Linked DNA regions of Sus scrofa: all the other regions are linked to region 2. The links are chromatin contacts, called in public promoter capture Hi-C maps. All regions are on one chromosome and are shown on one strand. Each heading gives the region's core, a stretch centred on a gene start, on an enhancer-like site or on the middle of the called end of the contact. The rest is flanking DNA. Distances are from core to core; before and after follow the strand shown. Region 1 holds the start of C13H21orf91 (protein EURL homolog). Region 2 holds the start of USP25 (ubiquitin carboxyl-terminal hydrolase 25). Region 3 holds the start of HSPA13 (heat shock 70 kDa protein 13).

Region 1 (2,700 bases), core at 15-2,514, 1.8 Mb before region 2:
ATTGATCTAGAATGTGAAATTCAAATAGAAAACACACACACTATTCTATTTCAATTACATCGTCTCAAACAAATGTACACAGGAATCAAGACCTGGGAATCCTGTTAAAATGCAGGTTCTGATCAGAAGTCTTGGCTGAGACTTGATCGTCTACATTTCTAACAAGATACCAGGAAAGTGAGGCCATTGAGGCTGGTTCATTTCCTACACTTTATGTAGCAAGAACACAGATCACTTCTCTTAGTCACTGATGGTTTACATCAAATGCAAATTTGATCTAGAAATTCTCAAGATCTGTAGAATCCATTCCTACCACCAATCACATGTAGGTTAACATCCTAATCCCCTTCCTCTGTGTTAGTGTATCCGATACAGTGTAACCAATACAGAGCATTTGTGATGCTCTGGAAAATAACCATCGGCAGCCTTGTGTTCAAGTCCCAGCTGTTTCTAACCAACTGATAATCTGGTAGTCATTTTTCGGATGCCAAAAAAAAAAAAAAAAGAGAGAGAGAGAGAGAGAGAACTCTTCTCTTTTCTCTTCTCTAGACTGAAGTTTACAATAGAAAATGTAAGTGAAAGTATTACATGAATTATAATCTTTAAAAAATAAGAATGGCATAAAATGTCAAGCCAAGCCGGAAAAGATCTTAAGTGCCACAGTTTTTTTAAATGAGAGGTGGGGCTCCGGGATTATCCTCGTGGGCGTACAAAGAATGAGCCGTATTTCAGGGGAGGGGCGCCCCATTTCTATAACAATCTGTAAAAAAAATAAGGTTCTGAATTTGAAATTATCTCCAAATTATGAAACCTGAAACATGAACTCTTCCCTCATTAGATACTTCAACTGGTACATAACTGAAAGTTCAGCGACACTATTTTGCTCCAGTCTACCGATGTCACACAAAGTTCTACCCGCATCTCAGTCCCTCGCTCGCATACACTCGCCTCTTTTCTGCCCCCGCCCCCCGCGGCCCCCGCCCGGGGGCAGCAGTTTCCACTACGCGAAAAGGGGGAGGTGGTAACGGACTCCTCTATCTACTTGCCTCGAGGAGGGGGCGTGTGAGGAGCCACCTTCCGCAGAACGGTAAGGGACCTGAGCCCAGAGACCCAGAAGCAGGAGAAAATCCGAGTTGAGAACTCGGCGTCGGTGCAGCAGGGGGGCGGGGGGCAGCCGGCGCTGCTGAGCTAGCGCGCAGCTCTCCTCTGGGCCGCGCCGCCCCTCCATCCCCCCCAGAGCCTCGGAGGGATGGCACCGGCGGGAGGGGGCGGGGCCGGTGCGCGGCCGTCTTCGCTGCCGCTGCCGCCCGCGCTGCGGCCGGAAACAATAGTGGAAGAGTCCGAGCCGCGCGGATCGGCTGCGGCGGCGCGCGAGGCTGGACGGTAAAGACCCCGCTGCCCTGACCCCGACCCGCCTGCGCCCGGGTCCCCGGCCCCGCGGTCCCGCCGCCTTTGCACTCTGAGCTCCGTGGACCCTGGCGCTATTCCGCGCCTGGCGCCAGGGCGGACGGTCAAAGAGACGTCCGGGGACCGCGGCACCCCGAGGGTCAGCCGCTTGCCCCCAACCCCAGAGACCGGGAGGGAACCCGGCTCCCCGAGGCGCCCAGTCTGGGCGGACTGGCTGCGGTGGCCCTCGAACGCTTTCTCCCTGAGTGGGATGAAGCCCGGGGCGAAGGGACACGGCAGTCCCGTCCCGTCTGCCAGGCTCCGGGACCCTTGGCCTGGCCTGGCCACCCCGCCTCCGGCCGTGCCAAGCAGCACAGCGGAGCCGCTGCCGGGCCTTCCGTGTGGATGCTTTGGACACAGGCGGGACCCACTCCCCAGTGTTCGCTTTTCCACGTGCATTTTCCTGCCTCGGATCTCAGGATAGGAAACCTCGCCACGCCGAGCTAGCGAAACGCATCTCAGGTTCCCACAACGAAGTTAGCGAAGCAGTGTCCCGAGCGGATTGTTCTCCCTACGTTTAACAGGGTGAAGTAGGTTGCGGACCCTGAGAGCTGCATAGGCCTCTCTACTAAGCTCTTTCTTTCTGTGCCTCGTCCGCGATGGGGTGGGGGCGGACTAGAATACCTGAAAACTGCTTTCTGGCAGATATCCTCAATCAAAAACAGGACCAAGAAAGGTACTTAGGCATAGTGTGACTTAATAAAAGTGAAATATTTAAGTACAAGTATGGCGATGTTTGATGGGGCTGTTGTATTAGATAAATTGAGCAGCGTCCTCTCTTCCTAGAAGTTCCTGATGTTGCTGTAATGGCGAGTTCTTGAAATTGTGTAACTTTCCTTTTTTGTTTCTTAATAGGGACACTATGAACGAAGAGGAGCAGTTTGTAAACATTGATTTGAATGATGACAACATTTGCAGTGTTTGTAAACTGGGAACAGATAAAGAAACACTCTCCTTCTGCCACGTTTGTTTTGAACTAAATATTGATGGTAAGGATACAGTATAGATTCATTTTATGGCATGACCTTTACAGAACTACTTTATGCTGAACTAGTTATAAGGTTAAACTAAAGTTTCTTGAATGGTTGGAAATTTTGTCACGTATGTAGTGTGGAGATCTGTTAAAGATAAGGGTTTCTGGAAATGAAGCTGAAGTTAACACAGCTGTGAATTTAAGAGAAACCTTTTTTTTTTTTTTTTAACTCCCACAGTATTAATCACAGTTTCGATAATGTAAAAATGAAGTATGAGTAT
Region 2 (2,700 bases), core at 80-2,579:
AAAAAAAATTAAGTCATAGCCAACTACTCTTCTGGATATGGTGCAAGCCATGATAGTGCATTTGAGATTCGGAAAGCAAAATCTGGGGGGGGGAAGCATCTCTCACTGCTTACTGTAGAAGATCTGAAGCTTCACAAACCCACATTTTTTTTTAACTTAAGTGAGTGACCATTTGAATGTGTTACAAGGTCAAACTTAGGGGACAAACGATTCCTGGACTAAACATGGCCAGTTTCTATATTCAGGGAGAAAAAAAGAAAAAAAGAAACATAACAAAACAAAGAAAAAGAAAAAGAAAAAAAGAAAAAAGGGAACGAACCAAACCCTCTACTTTTACATTGAATCCACCTGGTTAACGTACCTGCCCCGCCAGGCAGGCAATTCAATTCTGGTGGAGACCTTTTTGCAAAATAGCAGGCCTGGAATGCTCCTCCCTTGAAAATAAAAACTGTGTTCGGAAAGGGTGACAACCTGGCTATTTCTTCTTTTTTAAAGAGGAGGAAGATAAAGTTTAATTAAGAAGTCAGAGAGAGGAGTGTAGGAATGCGAGGTCGCTCTCAATAAACACCCGGCACCGTCTGTTACAGGAAAACAATCGGCGAGAAGGAACTGGAGTGAAACCCGCTAACTACACCTCGCTTTCCACACACAGCCCGGAACTGGGCGCTTCGCCCCCAAGAAGGGTAGGGCGGCGGGGAGCGGGGAGCGGGGGGGACGCCGGGGCAGCCGAGGCCGGGGCGGCGGCGAGGGAGACCGGGGAGCTCCCAGCCGAGGCGGGCCAGGCGGCACGTCGGAAGGAGGAGCCGGGCTGGGCCGCGCCGGCTCGCGGGCTCGCCTCACCTTCTGCGCCGCGCTCTGCTGCAGCACGTTCTGCTCCACGGTCATGGCCCCCGCGGCGCCGGCGGCGACACAGGCAACGGGGTCCGGCTCCTCGTGCCTCCGCCGGCCCTGGCAGCCGCGCTCCGCCGAGCTCCAGGGAGCGGCGCGGACGGCGGGGGAAAACAGCGCCCCCGCCAGCCAGGCGCGAAGGCGATGGCGGCCGGCGTGCGCGGGCACCGGGGGTGGCGGCGAGGTGCGGACAGGGAGGGCCACGGCGGCGGCCCCACGACTCCGCGCGGCCCGCCTTAGCGCGGCTCGTCGGCCCCGGCCCGGGCCATGAGCTGGCGGCCGACGCTGGGGCGCGGGAGGGCGCAAGCAAGCCCGGACGCGTCACGGGCGCGCGCGCGCGCGCTCCTTCACTGGCGGCTCGCGGGCCACTGCGGGGAAGGGAGAGGGGACAGAGGGAGCGGCCGGCCGGAATGGCGCTGTCCTCCTCCCTCCGCGACTCCTCCTCCCTTCCCCTCCCCCAGCCGCCGTCACCGCCCCCGCCCGGCAGCTCCTCCCCCGCCGAGCCCCGCCCGCCGGCCGCCCTAACCCTACATTGTGACCCACAGGGCGGCGGGCGGGGGCGGGGCCGCCCGGGAGCACGCCCCCATCACGCCGCTCCCGGGGCGGGGCGGGGAAACGCCACGCGGGCCGGGCCTCGGAGCTGCCCCTGCGGCAGGTTGCGCGACGCCTTCCCTTGACTCTGCAAAGCTTCCAGCCGAGGCCCGAGGGCAGCGTTCGTCTCTGTGCCCTGGGTTTGTCGGACTGCTGGGTTTCTGAACTCCTCCAGGACCAAACGTTTTCCTGCTAGCCCCGTAACGTCCCCCAAACGCCTTCTGTCCGGAATCCTGGCTCCTTTCTGTATCTCCAGTCTTCTCCCCAGGCCTTTCTAGGAATTTCACTAGCAGTAAACTTGCCCGTAGGGAAAAGTCAAGTGTAATTTAAGCAAAAGGCTGTCAGAAGTCTTTATGCTAGAATGTACATTTCTCCTTAAGTAATCATTATATAAATGAATATTGATATTCTTTGTCTACTTCTTTCATTCAATTATGTGCCAGTCACTGCTAGGCTCTGAGAAATAAGGTTCATTTTCCGATAATTTGATGTAAATGAAATATAGTCACTGTCTAGATGGTACATCATCTAATGTCCCAGTTGCCAAGCAAATTATCAATTAAACACCCTGCTTGGAATACCTGACTATATATGGAATTGTATGGAAAACCTACTGTTAAGAAAGCAATTTCTAGTCTCAAAAATATCTTGTTTCACTAGCTAATGTGGGGATAGGATATGAGGGTGCAGCAGTGGAAGGGAAAGAATAATCAGTGCATATTGTCACAAATATAATACACAAATATGCAAATGTAGGTATAATTTTTAATTTGAAAGAAAAGCAAGTTTGGCACATGATCACTGAAATATTATCTGGTTATATTTAATAATCATGGATCACAGTAACTCCTAAGCTTTTGTAATCAATCTCTACACTTTACAAACTGGCTTTACTCTGCACCTTAGATGTTTTCAACCACCTTTTGAGGTCTTTCCCTTGCATCTTCATGTTTATTTGCTCATTTGATCTTGACAGATTACAAATTTTATTTTATTGCTGTCTTACATTTCTGCCAGAAGAATTTGGAAAGTTGTGAAATGGCTGGAAACCCAGAATTTTAGGAATAATGTAACAGTTCTGACAGAATGAACAAAATTTTTATGAGAACACTGAGACCCAAAGAGGGTGACTTGTGAATGAATGCATACTAGAGTTCATTTTCTCCTCATTTATTGATGAATATTCTTTCCAACATATCAACTTTGCTTCTTTGTTTTATA
Region 3 (2,700 bases), core at 42-2,541, 1.2 Mb after region 2:
TTTACCTTCTTTCTCTCCTGGTTGTTACTAGCGGCTAACACTGTGCTCAATAAATGATTTTCATGAATTAAGTGTTTGAATTATGCATTCTTCCTAAGGAAATGAGAGAGAATAGTATTCACAATAAATATATATACACTTTTTATTCTTTGCATTATGAAATACTTTTTAAAAATACACAAAAGTGGAGACAACATTATAATGAATCCCCATGAAACATAATTCAGTTTCAGCAACTATCAATATTTTCATACATATTTTTAAATCTTCTAGAAATCCAGTGGCAGATTATTCCCCTAGCAGGCTGACCTCTTGTCAACGGGATTGTTTGACTTATAATTAAGGTGAGGAAATAGATTTCAAGTCTCCGGGTCATAGTTTTAACGAACTTCAACTGCAGTAATGGACAAAATACTCTCAGAAGGCGCCAATTAAGTACTACCAGTGACCACGAAGCGAGAAAAATCGCGTCTGTTAAAGAGACTATAACCAGAAAAACGCTTCCCAAGTGTCCTGAATGTCCACAGCATGTTATGGGATCTGTGTATGAATGAAACCATTCCTATCACTTATGACTTAAGAGAAAGCTAGGGTATTTTGTTTAGATTTTTGTTTTCTTAGGCCACCTCAGTGTTAGCAATAGAGAAAATGTGTGTGTCCCCCACCACCTTTGGATAAATCTGACTGAAGACTTCCTGAATTCATTTTTCTCAAAACAAAAGCAGAGGACCGATGATCTTTAGGGAGTTACAGGGACGCCCGCCCCTGCTTCCCCCTTCGCCTGCCCGCACTGCGGCAGGGCCTCTTCTAGGGATGCTGGGGGCGCGGGGCGGAGCGGGGGGGGGGGTACGTTTACGCACCCGCATCTGGAATCTAAGATTCAAGGCAAAACAGCATGCTTCAAAAGCTAGTATCTACAACATAACAAAGGCTGGACCCTGGGCCTGCTTAGCGACATCACCAAAACGCAGTAACCTAACGGTCCTCACTCTCCCACAGGCGAGCGCAGAGAGGCCAAAACTACCCTTCCCAGAATGCAAAGCTGTGGGGCGGTGCTAAAGGAGAGTTTTTACCTCAATTTGGCTCGAGGCCCTTCAGGTTTGCTGGGTAAACCCAGTCCCTCCGCTCTGCTCTCCTCCAGCTCAGCCTAATTGGCTCGGTCGTCCGTGCGTGGGAGGGCGGCTCAGGCGTCACTGGCAGCGGTTGAATGGGGGCCCTTAGCTCCGCGTCCTCATGGTAAATGAAGTCCTTTCTCCAGCCGGCGGTGTAGTTTCTCCGGCCGCATCGCAGCAATTGGACTACATTTCCCAGGGAAGCGCGGGGCTGCCGGGGCGGTGTGGGGGCGGTGCCTCATATCTGGTACAGTCATCCCAAGCCTCTTCGGCGGGACTGTGATGGCTGGAGAGATGACGATCTTAGGTCAGTGACCGGGGTCTCTGAGGTTGTTTCGGGCACCGGAGCGGTTTGGGGAGGCCGGGCTGGAGGAGGCGGTTGTCGTATGTGCTGGATCCCGCTGGCGCAGCTGGAAGGGCGCCAGAAAGATGACTTAGAGGCGGTTTGGGGCTGTTTGCGACGTCGGGTTGGGGGTCTCTTCTAGGAAGGCCTGGGCCGCAGTAGGCCCAGGTAGGGCTGGCGGCCATCCTCTGCGTACATTCCAGGGACCTCGGGCATTGGGAAGAATTCTTTTCTAGAGAATGTCGATCTTTGAATCTTTGGTTGAATAGGGGCTTTTGAGAGGCTGCCAGAATGTGCGTCTCCTAGACCCCTTTGTGGAGGAAGGGGAGGAGCAAGCAGCAGCATCCTGACCTGTGGATTCCTGGGATGCTGGATTTTGAGAGGTCCGGGCCTCTTTGATGTATTGTCCAATGTTCTTTCCACCAATCTTGGAAGAAATTACCCTCTCGGGACGAGAAAGTGGTGAAATGCTTCGAAATGCGTATGTAGGAGCAAGAGGAAAGTGGGATTGGCACCTGATTTCATTTCTTTGAGTTATGTGTTGATGAGGATGAGCTAACAATTAGTTAAACTGACTCCTACAAATTGTCGTTTGGGGTTGTATGTAACATGGATGGACACAGGTGTATAACACAGTGTCCTGAAGCCAAATAAAAGATTAATTGTAAATTTAAAGCGGCCTCTTTCTTCATCACCCATGTATACAATTTTCATGGCTTTGGTTCATACATATTTTTTTTTCCATCAATTAATATTTATTGAACAATCTGAAGTTGGCTAGGGACCATTCTTGGTGCAGGGAATACAATGATAAACGAAACCTGACTTTAAGGAGCTTTGTGTTTTCATCAGGGTTACATACTTTTATTATTCTCCTTCCCTAAATATCTGTAAGAAGTATTTCCTTAATTCATATTTAATACAGAAAAAGGTAACTATGTTCTGTTATGAAGTGACAGTTTAATGTCTAAGCAACTTCCAAAATTATTTTAATACAGCTTATTCATTTCATCCTTTTGAAAGGAAAAAAGAGGGGGATAAAGAGGTTTAACCTTTAACAACAGGTTTTGCTGTGAAAATGTTAACAATAATGATATATAAAACATAAAACTGTAAATCTAAATAGCGATCGATCAGGATTTGGATTATATCTGGCTTTTGCTCTAGGTGAATGACTTTTCCTGTCAGCATTAGCACAGTTGTTATTCAAGTGTTTATACCTTTTATCCCTTTACTCACCCATAC

What was found. Promoter capture Hi-C pulls out the DNA fragments that hold promoters and counts their contacts.
Region 1: a contact with region 2 is called in a promoter capture Hi-C map of fetal liver, with 2.9 times the contacts expected there. The contact joins the promoter of C13H21orf91 here to the promoter of USP25 in region 2. A contact is called at or near these places in 1 of 5 promoter capture datasets (fetal liver) and 1 of 2 datasets of contacts at active chromatin or transcription factors (alveolar macrophages).
Region 3: a promoter capture Hi-C map of liver shows a contact between it and region 2, with 3 times the contacts expected there. The contact joins the promoter of HSPA13 here to the promoter of USP25 in region 2. A contact is called at or near these places in 3 of 5 promoter capture datasets (fetal liver, fetal skeletal muscle and liver), 4 of 47 Hi-C or Micro-C datasets (blood, heart right ventricle, retroperitoneal adipose tissue and 1 more) and 2 of 2 datasets of contacts at active chromatin or transcription factors (alveolar macrophages and skeletal muscle).

The regions. Positions count from the first base shown.
Region 1 is chr13:182,407,626-182,410,325 of Sscrofa11.1, reverse strand. It overlaps C13H21orf91 (protein EURL homolog), which reads left to right and starts at 1,264. Exons shown (of 5, transcript XM_003483342.4): 1 at 1,264-1,383; 2 at 2,302-2,435. The coding sequence starts at 2,309. It overlaps CHODL (chondrolectin), which reads right to left and starts at 1,206. Exons shown (of 10, transcript XM_013981213.2): 1 at 1,047-1,206.
Region 2 is chr13:180,569,648-180,572,347 of Sscrofa11.1, reverse strand. It overlaps USP25 (ubiquitin carboxyl-terminal hydrolase 25), which reads right to left and starts at 1,329. Exons shown (of 24, transcript XM_021070825.1): 1 at 841-1,329. The coding sequence starts at 885.
Region 3 is chr13:179,319,888-179,322,587 of Sscrofa11.1, reverse strand. It overlaps HSPA13 (heat shock 70 kDa protein 13), which reads left to right and starts at 1,291. Exons shown (of 5, transcript XM_001924920.6): 1 at 1,291-1,419. The coding sequence starts at 1,395. LOC102161811 (a long non-coding RNA gene) reads right to left here and starts at 1,204. Exons shown (of 7, transcript XR_002338005.1): 1 at 1,074-1,204.